Regions from separate parts of the Urocitellus parryii genome. Here region 2 is linked to region 1. Evidence: chromatin contacts called from public Hi-C data. All regions are on one chromosome and are shown on one strand. The core of a region is the stretch at or near the end of the contact, and the rest is flanking DNA. Distances in the headings are between cores, read along the strand shown. Region 1 holds the start of Srsf1 (serine and arginine rich splicing factor 1). Region 2 holds the start of Mrps23 (mitochondrial ribosomal protein S23).

Region 1 (2,834 bases), core at 101-2,600:
ATAGTCAAATTTGCAGTCCATCTCTATAGAGGAAGTCAAAAGATTTTAATAAATCCCCTCCACCCCATTTCCCCTTTCTCCTGATTTCTTCATCAAGTTTTAACTTTTTGTGTTATCTCTGTAAGCTGATTCACATGCTTGGGGAGACTGTCTGGCAGTTATAAGTAAATACCAATATGAAAAAAATCATCTTAAGGCGCAGATCTGTTTTAGTATACTTAAAATTACAGGACTTTATTTTTAATTTAATTAATTATATCAACATTTAAAAATCCCACAATTTCATGCACGAGGACCTGGGTCCAATCCCCAGCGCTGCACGAAACAAACACATAATTTCATATAAAATTCCACATTTCAGACGTTTCTGGAAGAAAGGCAAAGTTCTTATTTCCCTAAGCCAGAATGCAAACAAGATCACAGTTCTGTGCCATGGTAGCAGTTCTCAAACATCCATGTTGTTCATTTGAAAACTCTTGTATATAAGCTTCCTTCCTTCTTTCCCCACTCTCCCTCCTCCAGTCATACTGGGGCCAGGAGCACTTGGTGTACCACCAAGCTGTACCTTCAGCTCTTTTTTTATTTTTCGACACGGGGTCTCGCTACGTTGCGAGGCAGGCCTCGAACTTAGGATCTTTCTGCATCCCCTTGTATATAAGTTTTAGGGGAAAACTTTGAAAAAGGAATAAATTTCAGAATTCACACACACACACACCCTTTTCTTTCTGTGTTCTTTGAAAAGAGGAAGACAGGGGCTGGGGATGTGGCTCAAGCGGTAGCGTGGTCGCCTGGCATGCGTGCGGTCCGGTTCGATCCTCAGCTACATACAAACTAAGATGTTGTGTCCGCCAAAAAAAAAACTAAAAAATAAATATTAAAAATTCTCTCTCTCTCTCTAAAAAAAAAAAAAAAGAAAAGAAAAGAGGAAGACAGCAGGCACAACTCACTGGGCAAGCATTCACCAAGCTTCTCCTCTGCGATAGGAACAGCAACAGGCAATTAACGAGAAACAATTACCGAGAGAAGCAGGGTCTGGGGTCCTGAAGAGCGGTATGATTAGTTAGTGCCACCAGTGACTAATCAGGGTACGACCCACTGCCACTAGAAAGACGGCTGAACTGAGCCATATAAATTCTGAATCGAAGTTGGATCAGCGGTGTATTTTTTAAAGAAATCTAAACTGGACTCCTAAGTAACCACCACCTATTCGCAGAAAGCGCGGCAAGGAACGGCTCCGTTAGGGCTTTTGATGGAATCACTTACAACCCGGCTACTGGACTAGAAGAAACATCCGGAGATACCCTGGTTTCCGGAGCAACCGCCCGGTCCCTCCCCCTTTGGTCCCGCCCCCGGAGCCTTTCCCGCCAAAGGCCGTTAATGTCGCGAAGCATGGTGGGACGAGATTACAGGCTAGGTTTCACCTAGGCCTTTCCGAGAGCAGATTGGCTTTCAAAGAGGACCACTCCTGGGGAAACTGGCTTGCTTGAAGATCCGGCGGGGATTAATTACACCTTTCACGAGGCTTCTGTATATATTTTTCAACAAACGGCTGCTCAGTCCAATAACCAATCGCTCCGCAAGCCGGGAACGCGGGGGACTTTTTCCCCTTCGTGCGGAGGGTGACGTTGCGCGTGCGTGAGCGTATCGCCGATACCCGTTACGCTCTTGCGCGTGCGTATTGAGGTCGAATAGCTGCTTCCTCCCGCTTCTCTTCCTCCCTCCCCCCATATCCGTGCGCCGAGCTGATAAAGGCGCCATTTTGGAGGGGCCGCGGGAGACGTGGTGCCGCTGCGGGCTCGTTCTGCCGTGCGCTAGGCTTGGTGGGAAGGCCTGTTCTCGAGTCCGCGCTTTTCGTCGCCGCCATGTCGGGAGGTGGTGTAATTCGTGGTCCTGCAGGGAACAACGACTGCCGCATCTACGTGGGTAACTTACCTCCAGACATCCGGACCAAGGACATTGAGGACGTGTTTTACAAATACGGCGCTATCCGCGACATCGATCTCAAGAATCGCCGTGGAGGACCGCCCTTCGCCTTCGTTGAGTTCGAGGACCCGCGGTGAGGCAGCGTGGGGCTTGCAGCCTTGAGGAAATAGGTCGGAGTAGTTGGGGAAAGGCTCCGAGGCCTTAACATAATGGGAAAGGAGGGGCTTTTAGGCTGGGGCGACACGATATCGCCCCTGCAGAAGTCGAGCACGGAGCCGAGTCGGTGTGGTGTCCCTGGTGGCTGGGTGCCTTGGACGCCCCCAGAGCTCACGCGCAGGCCCGGAACGGGAAACTGAGGCGCCGAGGACTGTGTAGTGGTCGGGCGCCTAGCGTGTTTCTGGGTGGGGGAGGGGCCGGTCCTATTATGCAGCGCATGTGGGCTCTTCCACGGTGGGTGCGCATGTGCCGGGGTCCTCTCATTCTCCACCGAGGGAGTTTTTTTCCGCGGGTCTCTTTTCTCATCCTTTTTGCCTTCTGTGATCATGCAGGGATGCGGAAGACGCGGTATATGGTCGCGACGGCTATGATTACGATGGATACCGTCTGCGGGTGGAGTTTCCTCGAAGCGGCCGTGGTACAGGCCGAGGCGGCGGCGGTGGTGGAGGTGGCGGAGCTCCCCGAGGCCGCTATGGCCCCCCATCTAGGCGTTCTGAAAACAGAGTGGTTGTCTCTGGTGAGCTTATGTCTCTCTTGTGGGTTGGGAAGGGACAGGACTCACTTAAGGTATTTTCTTTGCATGGCCGGTTTAACAGTTGCTCGTTGTTCATTCTGGGCCTTAAAATTATTTCGGTTTTTGGGTGAATTTAGTAAATAAAGATTACTGTGGTGGTGATTTGCCCAAATTAGGTTGC
Region 2 (2,834 bases), core at 207-2,706, 140 kb after region 1:
GGATCCTGCTTCTATCAGTTGCTTATCATACAGATTACTTAACCTCCCGCAGCCTTGCTTCTCATCTATAAAGAGGATGACAATAGTTACCTTGTGAGTAGGACTGTGGATTCAGTGAGATAACACAACCAAGTAGTAACTGCTCATCAAAAAGTCTCTGCCTTCCCCTCAGGGGCCTCCCTTAGAGTGGGAGGACTTTGGGATGACTTATTGGTCTTTCTTGCTGACAAAGATATTGGGAGAGAGAGAGAGAGAGAGAGAGAGAGAGAGAGAGAGAGAGAGAGAGAGAGAGAGGTGATTCAAGACATTCATTGGATTAAAAAATTCACACATAAATTCAAACTCTTTACAAGTCAAACTCTAAGACATTCCTAAAGGAAAAAGTCTCTGTCCCCCTCTTTTAATTTTTTCCAAGACACCCAATGTTCACAGCCTGGTTGTGTCCTCTCAGAGTTTCTCTCCTCATATAAACACAAGCACACAGATGGATGTTTTCTTTTTCCTCTACCAGGTTGTAATCCCACTAAACCCCACGTGTTTCTGCAACTTCCTTTTTTATTTAATCATAAGCCACAAGAATTAATATAAATACATATGGATCTAGCTTTTTTTATTTCAATAGCTGCATAAGTGTCCATACAATTTATGAACCAAAGTTTTCCATCAACTTTCCATTTGACGATTTTTATTTTTGCCACTACAAAAATACCGTATTGATGATTTTTGTACAAACATCCAGATTAAGTATGCTTTAATTTCTAGGGAGTACTGAAGTCTGATAACTGAGCTACACACCCGACCACATATTTGTTAACAGTTTAACACGGAGAAGTTAGTTCCCCCGGATTTTCGAGTTTCCTTCCCAGAATGTGTTATGCTTGACACTTTCACTTTTCAGGTTCCGACAGATTGCAAGCCTGTGACGCCTCCAGCGGAGGACACACCCCGTGCAAGCAGCATCCCGGTTAGTGTGGACGCGGGCAGCACTGCAGGGAGGAAGGGTTAGGTGGCGTGCGCTGAATGAGGACTGGGGTCTAAGTAACCTGGGAAAGTGTCTGCCCGTCCCAGACTGGGTTTCTTTCTGCGTAGCCTGTCCCTCTGACCTAGAGTGGGCTCAGTCCGCCCTAGAGCTAATGATTTCGTCTCTTTATTATTCCATTGGGGGGCTTCTCATTCCTACTCTCCCCCACCATATTCCCTCTGCGCCCGAACTTCTGGTGGAAACCTGGCTCCGAAGGCCAGAAAAGGTAAAGCAAACACCATACTTAATCCCTCCCTGGATCGCTCATTTATTACTTCTACTCGTCTTTGGTTCGCTCCCTCTCTTTTTGGCTCCGCTATCGAGTGCTCCTGTCTGAACCTGGTGAGAGCCCCGAGCGCGCAGCTTCGGACCGTCTTTTGCTTCCGCCTGGCTCCGCCCCGCGGTTGGGGCCGTCGCGAAGGCTTTCGATCCTCTTTTCGGCCAGCAACTTCTGTCCCCTGTATCTGCCGTCGCCGGCGCAGGCGCCGCTTCCGGTTCCGGTAGTGGCCGGTCGTACTCTCTCCCAGGCTCGGGTCATGGCTGGGAGCCGGCTGGAAACCGTAGGAAGCGTCTTTTCGCGGTGCGTACTTGCAGCCGGGCTTGGGCAGAGGATGCGGACCTCTGCACGGGTCTCGGTGGGCCATCCCCGTCCTTGGATGGGCTTGAGCAGGGCGAGGTCCCTACACGAGAAGACAGAAAGTCTAAGTAAGGGGAAGCTCTAATAGCTGTCTCCTGGTTCGGAGTATTTTTAACTGACATTATAAACTGCCTCCCTTCCCAGTAGAGGTCTCTAGGAAGAGGAAGGGAGGAAGATCGAGGCTGATGGGCCTGACTGTACCGTCCTTGCATTTTCCGTGATGGACCCGGTGGGACGCGCGAAAGGGATTTAACCCCTGGGTGTTGCTGGGTTGATGTGGTATGTGGCAGTTCCTGTAGGTGGGGAACACCTGCCGCTTTGTCCTTCCCACCTTACATGCTGTGGACTGCCTGGTGCCTTAGGTCTTGGGCAGGCTGTTGTAATCTACTGACCTTGATTCTCTTCCCTCTCTAAGGACTCGGGATCTGCTTCGGGCTGGGGTATTGAAGGAGAAGCCCCTCTGGTATGACGTATACGAGGCCTTCCCACCGTTGAGGGAGCCGGTCTTCCAAAGACCCCGCTTGAGATATGGCAAAGCCAAAGCTCCCATTCAGGACATCTGGTACCACGAGGATCGGATAAGAGCGTGAGTGTGCAGCCTATGTGGTGATCAGAACACACCAGAAGTTAAAAAGGGAGGATTTAGGTAGCAGTCTGGTAACGAAAATAAGTTGTGGAGGTGATCTTGTATATCAAAGTCAAATTAGGGCATCAGCAGCCCTCCCTTCCCTATGGTGAGAAGAAACAGAAGTTCTTAGAAGTGGAACCTAGCAACTGACAGATCAATTGCAGTTGTAGCGGCCTGTTTTGTGCCAATTTGCTGTGCTCCAGACACAGCTAAACTCTTTTCAATTAGTTTCTTGTAGGCCTTACTCTATACCTGTAAGGTGGGTATTCTTATCTCCATTTTATCCAAGAGGACTGTGAGAGTCAAGGAGGTTAACTTCCTGTGGTTATACAGGAGGGCAGCAGCTCTGGGAATCGCATCTCTGAGAATCACATCTCTGACTCCAAGCTCATGTTGGTCATTGTGTCTGCTTCTCCGGGAGTGGAGATAGGGGATATGTGTGGTCTGTGGATCTAGTAGTTGGGATCTTTGAAGTCATTCAGAATGATGCTTAAAAGTCCAAGGGATTGGGGCGGGGGTGTGACTTAGTGGTAGAGTGCTTGGCGAGG

The links. Hi-C and Micro-C count contacts between places; a contact is called where the count stands out from the background.
Region 2: a contact with region 1 is called in a Hi-C map of muscle, with 5 times the contacts expected there. The contact joins the promoter of Mrps23 here to the promoter of Srsf1 in region 1. A contact is called at or near these places in 2 of 2 Hi-C or Micro-C datasets (liver and muscle).

What each region holds. Positions count from the first base shown.
Region 1 is chr7:152,013,708-152,016,541 of mUroPar1.hap1, forward strand. Srsf1 (serine and arginine rich splicing factor 1) reads left to right here and starts at 1,351. Exons shown (of 5, transcript XM_026407321.2): 1 at 1,351-2,056; 2 at 2,472-2,656. The coding sequence starts at 1,863.
Region 2 is chr7:152,153,159-152,155,992 of mUroPar1.hap1, forward strand. It overlaps Mrps23 (mitochondrial ribosomal protein S23), which reads left to right and starts at 1,457. Exons shown (of 5, transcript XM_026407329.2): 1 at 1,457-1,601; 2 at 2,074-2,244. The coding sequence starts at 1,558.